Regions from separate parts of the Mus musculus genome. Here region 1 is linked to region 2. Evidence: chromatin contacts called from public Hi-C data. All regions are on one chromosome and are shown on one strand. The core of a region is the stretch at or near the end of the contact, and the rest is flanking DNA. Distances in the headings are between cores, read along the strand shown. Region 1 has its middle 120 kb from the start of Gm36372. Region 2 overlaps Gm5432 (a long non-coding RNA gene).

Region 1 (6,774 bases), core at 310-2,809, 530 kb before region 2:
ACAGCAACAAAAAAGTAAAGAATATAGAGTCCATACTCTCATGCCTGGAGCCTGGTTGTTGCATTCCTGTTCTTAGTGAAGGGGAGATAATGAGTATTTTGGGATTGGTGGGTGGCTATGCTTAGAGTGGCTTGAACAGCCTCCCTTGGGAGGTAAGGTGTGAGACTGCGTATATTCCAGCTGGAAGGGATGGAAAAGACTCAGAGGGTTTTGTTTGCTGTTACCACACCTGCAGACAACAATTTAGGAGCAGCCTTCCCAGAAGCTCTGTGATGGTTTGTATATGCTCTGCCCAGGGAATGGCAGGATTAGAAGTTTTGGCCCTGTTGGAATAGGTGTGTCACTGTGGACTATAAGACTTTCATTCTAGTTGCCTGGAAGTCAATATTCTGCTAGTAGCCTCTAGATGAAGATGTAAAACTCTCAACTCCTCCTGTACCACACCTGCCTGGATGTTACCATGCTCCTTCCTTGATGATAATTGACTAAACTTCTAAACCTGTATGCCAGCCCCAATTGAATGTACTTTTTTTTTTTTTTGGTTTTTCAATACAGTGTTTCTCTGTGTAGCCCTGGCTATCCTGGAACTCACTCTGTAGACCAGGTTGGCCTCGAACTCAGAAATCCGTCTGCCTCTGTCTCCTAAGTGCTGGGATTAAAGGCCTGCGCCACCACTGCCCGGCTTAAATGTACTTTTTAAGAGTTGCTTTGGTCGTGGTGTCTGTTCACAGCAGTAAAAACCTAACTAACACAAGCTCCAATCAGCCTTTCAGATGGTTGCATATGTGTGAAGTCACAAGAGTCATAGCCAAACCCTTAAAGCAAAAGATATAGAGGTAGTAATACCCAGTTCTTGAATAACAAATCTCAACTACAGGAATTTTCAGTTCAAGGGATGGAGCTTGTGGCAGAAGCCCACTCTATTGATTCCAGAGTTCTTGGCTTCCTCCATATCATCCTAACATCAGAGGATGATGAGCCCTAGGCTGGATGTATACTACAGCTCTTTACTTTTATCCCCCTATCAAAATGCTGCCTTTGTACTATGTAGAAAGGGCCCTGAAATGCTGCATTTATTTTGAATTGGAATCATATCTATGAGGAAAAAATTTAGCTTTGGTAGTGGGGGTTCTCTGCCCCTTTTCTGGCACTGTGGCTGGATGTTGAAGACAGTCCCTGCTGGTGTTTCTTTCTGATCTTGCAAGAAGGGTCCTTCTAGGAGATGATATCATGGCTGGACAAAGGAATGGGGTTTTGGAAACCAGAGTAATAGTTCCCAGCAATCCAGGACATCTGAGGGGTCCAGCCCAGGGACCAGCATCTCATGGGAAATGGTGTCAAATGGCCTGAGTATTGTGTCTTAGAAACATCCCAAATCTTACAACATCAAGAAGAGAGGGTTGAACTGTGTTGTAAGCCACTTTGTTCTAAAACTTTCCCTCTTTGTATTTTCCTAACTTCTGTGAAAATAAAATAACTTTGACATGACAGTCAGTTGTGAAAATATAAGTCAATGAAATGGAATTTGTAAACGTTGAGTGAAGCAAATGTTTGGATTATCTTGTTTCAATTAAGATGCCATGCCTTAGCCTTCCAAGAAGGGGCCTTTGTTCTCCTCTGTGTTTGAATATATTATGCCCTCAGATTAGTTTTTAAAGAGGCAGAAAGTGGAAGGGATAGAGGAAGGGAGAAAACAAAGGCAGTGTGCACAAGAAGATCAATTCAGGGCAGTCAGTACAGGTTTGGAGTCAGAGGGGCAGGGATTTAAACTATGGTGCTGAATGTGCTAGCTGAGTGCTGTTGGTGCTTTCTTTCTTCCTTTGTTCCTTTCTCCTTTCTTTTCTTTTCTTTTCTTTTCTTTTCTTTTCTTTTCTTTTCTTTTCTTTTCTTTTCTTTTCTTTTCTTTTCCTTTCCTTTCCTTTCCTTTCCTTTCCTTTCCTTTCCTTTCCTTTCCTTTCCTTTCCTTTCCTTTCCTTTCCTTTCCTTTCCTTTCCCTTCCTTTCCTTCCTTCCTCCCTCCCTCCCTCCTTTCTCTCTCTCTCTCTCTCTCTCTCTCTCTCTCTCTCTCTCTCTCTCTCTTTCATTCAACTTCTTTGAAACTGTTTCCTTCTCACGTGAATTGATATATCCAGGCTTGTTATTTGGGGAGGGAGGGTTAAAGACCATAATGTAGATTTTGCCTGTTGCAGAAAGTTCCTCAGTAAATATTTACTAAATAAATTAAAGAATACTCTTTTCCCCCTACTCATTTATGTATTTATTCACTTTATATCCCAGTTTTGGCCTCCCTCCCCTTCCAGTCCCATGCTCACAAATTTCCTTCCCAATTACTCCCTTTCCCTTCTCAGAAAAAGGGAAGCCCCCTTGGGTATCCACCTGCTCTGGTATATCAAGTTGCAGCAGGACTATGTGCATCCTCTCCCACTAGTCAGTCCAGCTAGGGGAAGGGAATCTAATGGCAGGGAACAGAGTCAGAGACAATCCCTGCTCTAATTGCTAGGGAATCCATTATGAAGACCAAGATGCACATCTGCTACAAATGTGAGGGTGGTGGCTAGGTCCAGCCACATATGCTCTTTGCTTGGTGATTCAGTTTCTGTGAAGCCCCATAGGCCCAGGTTATTTGACTTTGTAGGTCTTCCTGTGGTGTCCTTGACTCCTCTGGCTCACTCAATCCTATCTCCCATTCCTCCACACTCCCTGAGCTCCACCTGATAGAGTCTCTGCATCTGTTTGCATCCACAGCTGGATGAAGCCTCTGGGGAGACAGTTATGCTAGACTCCTATCTGTAAGCATAGCAAAGTATCATTAATATTATCAGGGGTTAACTCTCTTCCATGGGATGGATCTCAAGTTGGGCCAGTCACTGGTTGGCTGTTCCCTCAATCTCTGCTCCATTTTTATCCTTACGCATCTTGCAGGCCGGGCACATTTTGAGTTGAAGGTTTTGTGGGTGGGTTGATGTTCACCTCCTTCAACTGAAAGTCCCACCTGGTTATAGGAGGTGGCCACGTTAGTCTCCATAGTCCCCCGAGTGTAGGTGTCTCAGCTATGGTCACAACCCATAGACTCCCAGGAGTCTTCCCTGTCCCAGGTCTCCAAAAAGGATATTCTTAAAAGTAGCAGTATTTCTCACTTGTGTGTGGACTATTTCCCAGTGTTCAGTGTCTCTGGGAAGTGTCAGTCCACTGTGGTCTCCCAAACTGATTTTAAAGGTGATAGACTTGAGGGCCCTTAACTATGCTGACCTTTATCACAGTCAAGAGTGATTCGTCCCATATTTTTTTCTCCTCCTTTTCTTCATTCACTTGAAAATATGTACTAAAATTCTGCTACATTTCAGGAATTGTGGTTGGAGTAGTGGTAATAAAGTAAAGAAAGTTGATCTTGGCCCCTGAGAAGGTGGCAGTCTCGGGCACCAAGGACAACACCTACTCAGTCTGGGTAGGGCAGCTGAGAGAGGTATCCAATGAGTGTGTCTAGGAGATACGGATTTTATTGACCCTGGTGTGGAAAATAAGCTCAGAATCATTATACACCACTTGAGGAAAAAGGAGGGTGAGTCCACTGTGGCTTCCACCAGATTTCACAGCTGATGGCTCTGATCCCTCTGTAAATATACACAGAGGTCAGAATTAGCATCACAGGCTACTTGAACTGGTCTCATTGTTAGTGAGCTCTAGTTTTGTGTGCGGAAGCTCCCTCAGGGATCCTTCCGGGCCTCCTGAGGAGGCCAGGAGGTGGTGATAGGCAGGACAGGTCTTTGCCTCAGTGTTTTATATCTGTGTTTTTATTACTTCAGTGTAGAGCTCTGGCTTCCAGAGAGATACAATATCTTACCAGGCAGCGATTAGATAGGAAACTGGGCATCATCTATAAGCTACATCCATTGGCAGATTTGATCCCAGCTCTCATGGCTATAGGCATTTCCTGTCTACACAGGAAAGAGCTTTTATCAGGAGTCCAAGTCATCATTCTTTTGTTTTTGTTTTTAGAACTGAATGCACACATCACTGTGAACTCACCCATTGCTCTCTGAATTGGTAATCTGCAATTCTTATTCCACAGCCTATAATTAGCAATGCTGTATACTAATGGTACCTAAATTGTGATGATATGATGCAAAGGCATTGCATTTCAATCATGTATCCTCTCAACCTCTCCATGCTGGGCATTCTTCCCTGCATCTAACTGATCTATTTTCACTTGGTATCAGTTTGTCATGATGTAAGTCAGGGGATGGAAGGGCAGTGGTTTATACACTTGATACTGGATGACACAGTTATTGAGCAAAAGAAGGTGTGTATGGTGGTCCTTTTAGATCTCTGGGTTCTAGTTTATCACAATAGAGAATTAGTGATTCACGTACTTAGTTAACATCAAATTTAGTGTTTGGGATGTAACTCCGTTGGTAGAGTACTTGCCTACATGGACAGCACCCTGGGTTCACTCCCCAGCACTGCATAGACCCAGTGTACAGTGAATACCTGTAATCCTAGCTCTTTGGAGTTGGAGGCCAGAGGATTAGATATTCCAGGTTCTCTGGGGTTTGAGTATACAGTGAATTCAACATTAGCTATGCTATACGAGACCTCTCCCCCTTTAAAAAGCTGTTTATTGAAACATAATTTATAAATTTCAATTTCCTTCACTTGACAGCTTTATGGATTCTGAAAACGTTGCATATGGTTCCTTAGATATTATTGTGGTCAAGATACAAAACATTCTCACCATTCTAAAATGCTCCAGGGCATTTCCAGTGTGGTCCATATCTTACCCCAACTCACAGCCTCTGTCAACTGTCAATTTATTTCTGCATTTTTAAAGGATGCCATATAAATGAAATTATACAGTGGGTAGTGGCTTGAGTATTGCTCTTTTACAGGACCAGACGCACTTGGCACTCATCCTTGTTGGCTCATGAGTTGCAAGTTCTTTCTTATTGTTGAGGACAATTCCATGGGAGGACAGGCTATACCTTGTCCACCCACTCCTCAGTAAGGGCATTTGTGTTGCTTTAGTTTTTTTGTTTGTTTGTTTGTTTGTTTGTTTTAGAAACTATAAATAAAGTCACCCCACATATTTCATTTTAAAAAAGTATCTGATCATTGAGTTGCTGGGTCTGACATCTATGCTGATGTTAAAGCAAAGCAAAGCAAAGCAAAGCAAAGCAAAGAAAAACAAACAAACAAACAAACAAACAAACTTATCCAAGCATTTTTCAGAACAGTTGTTACATTTTAAAGTTTCAGTATTATAAAAATTAATTTCATTTTTTGATTAAAATGATAGAGTGGAATGCAATTTTAAGGCATAATAAGAATAACCACAAGATTCCATGTTTCTTTACACAGTTTCCAACAATGGAAATAAAATGTCACAACCAAAGTGTTGATATCATTTATATAATCAAGAGAGCAACATTTCATCACCAGAGACTTCCTTATGTTATTCCACCTTCCAAGTACTGTAGAAGTAACTTTTATTCTTTTAAAGTAACTGTTGTATTGGAGGGTTATTGCCTCAGTCTGATAATCTAGGCTTAGTCCTGGAAGCTTCTAGCCTCTGTACAATCTAATCTAGGCCTGGAATGTTTTCAGCCTCCAAGACTTGCTTCTGAATAAGCTCACCCTTTCTAATTCTCTCTGAGCTCTGTCTGGCTGATTCAATTCAGCTGTTCTGGTTCTAACTCCTCTCTAAATTGAGGGACTCAATCTGGCTTCTCTCTCTTGGCCTCTCCTAACTGGTTCTGCTTGGCCTCATTCTAACTTCGGCAATATGTTCTAATCTTCTGGCTCATTCTCATTCTCATGCTTGTTTTGTCTTTACCTGTGTCTAGCTTGCTCTCTCTTCAATTTGACTCTTGCCAGTAACCAGCCTCAGCTTGGTCAGGAGTCCTGAGGAAGAGATATTTTGAAGTGTCAAAAGAAATGACTCAATGTCAATTGTGGGTATAAGCTGATAGCTCTGTGTTCTGCTTGACCTGGGTTTCCAGACAGCTGTGTAGATAGCTCAGCTCTTGCAGACCAAAGCCCAGTTGTTAAATTTACATATCAATTCAATCACTACCCCAGATTCCTTTTTAATTATCCCATGAATCAGCATTTTATGACTTTAGTCCCTTGATTCTTAGAAAAGACAGCAAGTGCTGTTTTTAACCATAGCAAATGAACTCAGAGATCTGCCTGCCCTTGTAAGCACAGATAATAAGCAGCTGGGTGGGAGCTGACTCTGAGATCACCATTTCTACCATGCCTAGACCCTAAATTGTTCTGTCTCAGGCTGACCTTGAACTCAGGAATCTATCTACCTTTGTAAGCACAGATAATAAGCAGCTGGGTGGGATCTGGCTCTAAAAGAGATCACCATTCTCTCACTTCTTGGTGCTCCTTTTGAAGCATGAGTCTTGCCTCTTAACTATTCTTTTCTTTTTACTGACTTATTAATGCAGCTGCCTCTGCTCTTTCAGGTCCATAAAGTGTCTCATACAATTTATATTGCATCCTTATATTTTGCATAGTTGAGGAATCATATATCTTTGAACTCATGTTGTCATAGTTTTTTCCTACAGTCTTAAGGATTGTCTTGAAGGCCACAGCATTTACAACCTTGTTGATAAACAGATTTTTTGCCTCCTGGACTCTTGCTGTTTCTAATTACCATGGAGTCATTAACCTTAACAGAGAGAGCATTTTCTGAAGGAGAAGCATGAAAATATGTACATTATTATACAAATAAGCCTTATGCCTATCAACCGTCAACACTTATGGAGGT
Region 2 (6,396 bases), core at 3,760-6,259:
ATAAACTATCTGGCTAGTAAACTCAAGAGATCCTCCTGTTTCTGTCTACTCAAACCCCAGTGCCAGCCACAGCTAGCTTCCTATGTGGTTGCTGAGTCATCAAATTCAGATCCCCAAGACTGAGCAGCAAGAACTTCAGTCATTGAGCTACACAACTGCCCTCAGCCTTTGCAGCTTAGAGAACATGGCTACGTAATCATTTGATTGAATTTGATAGGTCCTCCTCTGAGCAGCATTTAGACGGAAGAAAAGGAGCCATGCTTCTCATTCCCAAGTTGCATATCCTGTTATTAGATTTTGAAGCCAACCTTCTAGAAAGTCATAATCCCAGGCCAGAAGTTTCCTCAGCCTGTTATGTGTGTGCAGCACTCAATAGAGATCTTATTCTGCCATAATGTGCCTTAAATGGTCTATGAAGATACATACTATACATACTGTCTACATTTGAAAAAATAAATTTGGAATACTTATGTAGGTTAACATTTAAGCTCAACACTTCTCTAGATCTTTAAGACTTACCTGTGAAATTTTGGAGACTATAAAAGAAAGATTATATACATATATATATATATATATATATATATATATATATATATATATATTACACACACACACACATAACCTAAAACAGTCCATCACTGTTTCAGGATCCGATAAAGAAAAGATTATGGAAAATGACCCATTTTAAATAAGATGAGTTGATATTATTATGTAAAGAGGAAATTGAGACAGAAATATCAAGTATTTGATTTAGAAAAGAATGAAAATAGAACTAAGGCTTCACAACATACAGAACTTTAGGTTTTAAATTCTGAATGCACTATAAATATAAATTATTGATCCAATGCATATTTATGAAACATCCCCATTACCTAATGTTACACAAAGCAGCACTGACTCACAGTTAAAATTGTTCTTAGGCCAATTTTGTCATCTCAATAATATATAAACTCCTTTAGTAGATTTTTTTTTCATTCAGCAAATATTTTCTGAGCACCTTCTCTGGCTCGTGCCCTGGGAATCCGAAGCTAAGGGCACATCTGCTGGCGCTACCAATTCAGTGTCTTACCTTCTCCCTTACCTTACTCTGTTCAGTTCTAGCATACAGAGAGTTTCGATCACACAGCCGTAGCCATGAACTTTCATAGACACTGAATGTGTGTACAAAGAAGAGGAAAAGCAGGGGGTGTGGGGGAAGGAAGGAGCAAAGAGGGAAGGAAGGCACTGACTTCTGAAAAGTCTCTCGATTTAGAGACTCTATAGTCAATTCTCAGTATTCATCTCCATCAGAAATTCATTCTAGGGACCCCCATGGACACCCAAACCCACAGGTGTTCAAGTCCCTTAAATGAAATAATGCAATATTTGCATAAACCCCACACATCCTCCCCTATATTTAATTCTCCTCTGAATTATGTAGCATATTTAAGGCAGTATGAATTCTAGGCAAAATAGTTGTGCTGCGTTGTTTACTGAATAATGACAGGATCAGCATGTTTAGACATGACTTTTTAGAACTGTTTTTGATCAGTGTTTGGCAGATTCCACAGATGTAAATTCAACTATAGAGTATGATAGCTGGGAAGATATAAATTCCCTCAATATACTATAGCAGGTGCAGGATATCACATAGTGACAAAGTGCCATGTTCGCAGGGAATGAACACAAAGGTGTTCAGCTGAGTGTGAGAACTTAGGAAAACTGTCTAAGGCCAAGATTCGTCAGGATACCGAAGGCCAGCAGATGACAATGTTCAGAAGAAAGAGTTGGTTCATGCTGGGTCATTCAGACAAAATTGATTGGGTACACAAAGACTGACTCAGTGGTAGGATAAGTAAGTAAGCAGATGGTGTTATGTGGGTCCGAGGCTTTTGCTGGCCTGGTGTCCAGAAGAGATAGAAATATAGGAACTCAAACATTCTAAAAGAAATGGAAAAGAGAGCTTTAGGTTAGAATGCTGGCTAGGGACAGAACATGTGACGTGAGAGTTGCATGCAGTCCTACTGACTTAGGGGTTCGGTTGCCTCATTTCAGTTGTACCTGGCCTCAGTGAAGCATCTCTCTGGCTCTCTTGGTTCTCTTCTTGTCTCTCTTCTACCCAAACAACCAGTATCCCAGCAGACACTCAAAGTAGGATCGCTTCCCAGAGTATCTTTCTTGTGTTGGGGAGAGAAGTCTTATTTCAAAATCCTTCAAAGATACTGCCCATAATCCAACGATCAGCTTATTATAACATAGATATAATCCTGGTTTTGTTTGTTTGTTTGTTTTTGTTTTTGCATAGGACTCTGAGAAATAAATATTGGCATTTCAACCTCTTTGGAGGGAACTGCATTTGACCATCATGGAAGGGTAGAAGGACAGCTGCTGGCTATGCCAATAGCAGAATCTGCTACAAAAGCTGAAAAGGATAATTGGCAGTGGGAAACTATGTGTTCCTTGCATGTTTAAGTGACACATGGGAGCATCCATTCCCAAATTTTAAAAAATTGACAATTTTGATGTATCCTATAAATACCACTATCTCTTGGGCTTTCTATTATGTATAGAGGTCTCTCCATAATAAAAGAAGTGCCTTTAAAAACAGTATAGTATGCTCAAAAAAATAGAGATGTCTCTTTTCTTCCTTAGTCTTGCAGTTTAAATCAATTCTGAGAAGCGTAATGACCCTTTGAGAAAGAGCTGAGAGGAGGGAATATTAGTCCATATCAGGCTCTTCCTAGCAACCTGACATATATTACCTCATTAGGCCCTTATGCTGATCCTGTGACAGGCTGGAAATGGAATCTGAGGCTGACTGGGTTAAGTATTTGTGTCAAGTAAGAGCCAAGATTGGAGCTGGGCATCCTTGGCGTGACTGTAAAGAGAATTCCTAGGCTCTTCTCTCTGTCTGTTAGAAGGTAATGGTTGCCTGAGTGTTTGAATATGTTAAAAAGCATCTCACTTTGCTGACTGCTGCTGCTTATAAAACTCCTGAACATCAACACCAGGCAGAGAACCTCATATTGAGCCCTTCCTTGTTTATTAATTTACCACTTCATGTTGCGCCTCTCATTTTTCCTAGTGCAAGGAAATCAAGAGTACAGTGACAGCCAGACTCAAGATGACTCAGAGAACTTAAAAGCCCAAGCATTTGCCTGAGATTTGTAGAGCTTATCACCGGCAGGTTCTTTCTCAAAGGCGTCACTTATCTAACATATAGTTCCTGAGCATCTCCCTGAATCCTGCCCTATGCATTCCTAGATGTTTATAAACACCGAGAAGATGCCAATGAAGCCAATATTTATCTCTCTTTAGATTCCCTTGCACTGAAAAACTAAGAAAATCTGCCTCTTACCCACAGGACCTCTGCAGTGGAGAATCACTGTTCAGTTGCATCAGAATAAATCTAGGGTACAGCCCCTCTTCCCCCCTAACGCAGAAATGGATAAGCCACATGCCGGGTCATTTCTGTCTCAACCCTTTTCAGAGTCTTCTTCCACATTTCTGTTTTCTCCTCTCCTTGATTTCATGTGAGGCTAACCCCTCTGGGTGGCTGACCTGGACTCACTCCCTCTGTGGAGACCATGCCACTGGGCTCAAGCAAGGAGTGACAGACACCATGAGGTAAGATAATATTCTGGTGATTTCTTTCTGTTGCCTTCTTTTGAACTTATCTCATTCCCTCTGAGACTTTGGCTCATCATGGGGTATTTCTCTCATATTTTGGTCCTCAGTGGGCTTCAGTGACCCTGTTTTCTTTTTGACATTTAGACTGTGAGGTTAAGGCCTGCTGCTTTTATTGACCTTCAGGTGTCTTTTTTGTTTGTCTTATTTTTTATTACTTCCTTTATTTATTTATTTATTTTGAGAATTCTGTGCATAGATATGCATATACAATTTAAATGGAATTTCCTTATCTGGATTGACAACGACCCCTCTGAGACCCAAAGATCATGTAATGACGTTTTTACCTCAACATCAGGCATGTGAAGCCCTCCTTTGCATTGTTGGTGAGAACGTCTAAGAGACTCCCAAAACATAGAGCCTATTGTTATTGGCCTTGGTTGCCTCTCAGAGGTGTAAGGTAAGTCCCTATTGCTGAAGGTATCATGCACTTCAGATGTAGGACCCAGGGTTACCTGAGCTGGAACTAAGCCAAATGCCTTTCCCTAGAAACTAGTTTTCATGGTACCAGACAACGCCATGCAAGCTGCCAAGGGAAAGAAACAGCCAACAGTCCTACCCAGCCGTGTTGACTATGAACCACAGCCATGCTCAGCATGGTAAAATAGCCCTAAGGATGCAGCAGTTCTCTAACTGGGCCTAAGATCCTTTTTTTGTTTTTGGTTTTTCGAGACAGGGTTTCTCTGTGTAGCCCTGGATGTCCTGGAACTCACTTTGTAGACCAGGCTGGCCTTGCTTCCCGAGTGCTGGAATTTAAAGGCGTGTGCCACCATGCCCGGCTGGGCCTAAGAGCCTTAAACAAGAAGAAAACCAAGTCTTACAAGTATCTTAATTTCCCTTACTCGTTTTCTGTGACTAGGAGGCATGCATCTCATACTTGAACTTTACCTGAAGCTGGGAATGGTGGCTTGCTGCAAATTTGCAGTCAGCCTTGCCTGTACATGAGATCCAGGCCAGCCTAGGTTCCAGACTGAGAGTCAGTCTCAGAAGGAAAGCTGGTCCTTAGTAAGATTCTGGCTAATCAGAATATGAACACTGACACAACCTCAATACTCAAGGTCTCTTTTGAAATGTACAAGGATCAGAAGTCAGCCTGGGGGTGGGGTCGGGGTTCTGCACGCCTCTCCTGAGAAGACCGGGGACCAGCTCACCTGTGTCTCCAGCCAGGATGATAGACACGCACCGCAGAAAGCGCCTCTTCTCCCATTGTGGGCCCGCTTTCCTCTATGGAGTCAGCTCTCCTGAGCTGTGAACCACAGCCATTTCTGCAAGCTTTGGAGCCTGCGGGCTGAGGACATGAATGAACTGAGTCATTCCACAGAGCTTCATTAATTTTAAGGCAGTTTAAGATATCTGAGTCACAGGCTTCAGTCATTTAGACTTTCCCAGCTGCCACTGTGCTTGCCCACACACGTTTCTCTTCAAAGATTGCATCTGTGGCTAGATGTGTGGCACTGCCCACTCTCCATCAGTTTCTGAGAGAAATCAACCTCAGAGATGGATGCAAGGGTGACAAGATATCCATTTGCCGTGTGCATCTTAGCCTGCAGGAGGGTTTAATGAAATTAGCAGTCAGTTGTCTTCATTCACATTCATTCCACCACAGACATGTGAAATTCCAAATTCTATACCCAACATAATATTGTACCCAGCCTCCCAAGGAAGCTCAGCTATGCCATATGGTGACTCCACTCACTACACAATATTTAGCAACTTGGTGAACAAGGAATGAATCATATCTTAACCATCTTGGCCAAATATTGTTTTATATAGCAACAGTATTAGTAATATATATGTTTTACTAAAAAAAAAAAAAAAAAAAAAAAAAAAAAAAAAAAACAGTAGTACTTCCTGCTACGCCCACTGAAAATTAAGAACTAGACCTCACTGGAAGTAGACTGCACAATAAAAGAGTTCTTGCTCATTAGCAATCTTCAGTTCAACACTGCACTATACATACGATACTCATTAGCAATCTTCAGTTCAACATTGCACTGTACATATGATACATTCAGAATGTCTGCTTTTTCTTTTCCTCCAGAGCAGCTGCTAGGATTGAGCAATAGTCTCCCAGGGTAACAGAGCAAGGAATCCTGGGGCATTTCCCTGATTCTGAAAAACAAAGAACTTGTAGCCACAAGGAGAGGAGTCCTGAAGCTCTCTCCTTCCTACTAGAGAGAATCCCTTATAATCCCAGGAAAACAAAAGCCTTATCCAGTCTCTGTTGGGGGAAGGTGTCCTGTGGGGACTGGGTGACCACTTTCCTCCTGGAGCCTCAAGTTTGTCATTCAACAAAGATAATGAAAAAATTGTTAAAACATAATGTTGCAGGCTAAATCCTTGTTGTAGAAGATGTAGGGACTGTCTGGGACACGTACATTCACACACACACACAAACACACACACACACACACACACACACACACACACACACACACACACATAGTTATCATCCCATTCAGTAAACATACAAGTTGACAACTGAAAGATGCTGAGATTGTTGCAATCAAGTGTGATGTGACTCTGGTAGAGCCATATGCTGAGTAGACTATCTCACAAAGAATAGCAGCTCTACAGGAGAGTCCCTGAAGATGCCCAAAATGAAGTGTGAATGATCAAACATAATTAGGGAGGAAAAAATGTTATTTATTCCAGTCAAGAACTTGATCCTTTCTTATTGGAGAATAGAATGTAGTGACATAGAGTTGCAGGGAATAGGCTATCTTTATA

What was found. A called contact is a pair of places that touch in the nucleus more often than the background predicts.
Region 1: a Hi-C map of embryonic fibroblasts shows a contact between it and region 2, with 2.7 times the contacts expected there. The contact joins two enhancer-like sites. A contact is called at or near these places in 12 of 39 promoter capture datasets (the 3T3-L1 cell line, 3T3-L1-derived adipocytes, cranial neural crest and 8 more), 1 of 15 datasets of contacts at CTCF or cohesin (the NIH/3T3 cell line) and 3 of 484 Hi-C or Micro-C datasets (all in embryonic fibroblasts).

The regions. Positions count from the first base shown.
Region 1 is chr12:16,353,791-16,360,564 of GRCm38.p6, reverse strand. No RefSeq gene overlaps it. Among named protein-coding and RNA genes, the nearest start is that of Gm36372, 120 kb to the right of the region's middle. Within about 2 kb of position 1,559, at least 21 of the 459 cell types and tissues checked have an H3K27ac peak or open chromatin away from gene starts, as enhancers often do. A contact at or near this core is called in the NIH/3T3 cell line and embryonic fibroblasts, where this site is marked.
Region 2 is chr12:15,831,459-15,837,854 of GRCm38.p6, reverse strand. It overlaps Gm5432 (a long non-coding RNA gene), which reads right to left. Exons shown (of 3, transcript XR_001780551.2): 2 at 4,818-5,210. Among named protein-coding and RNA genes, the nearest start is that of Gm5432, 18 kb to the right of the region's middle. Within about 2 kb of position 5,009, at least 46 of the 459 cell types and tissues checked have an H3K27ac peak or open chromatin away from gene starts, as enhancers often do. A contact at or near this core is called in the NIH/3T3 cell line and embryonic fibroblasts, where this site is marked.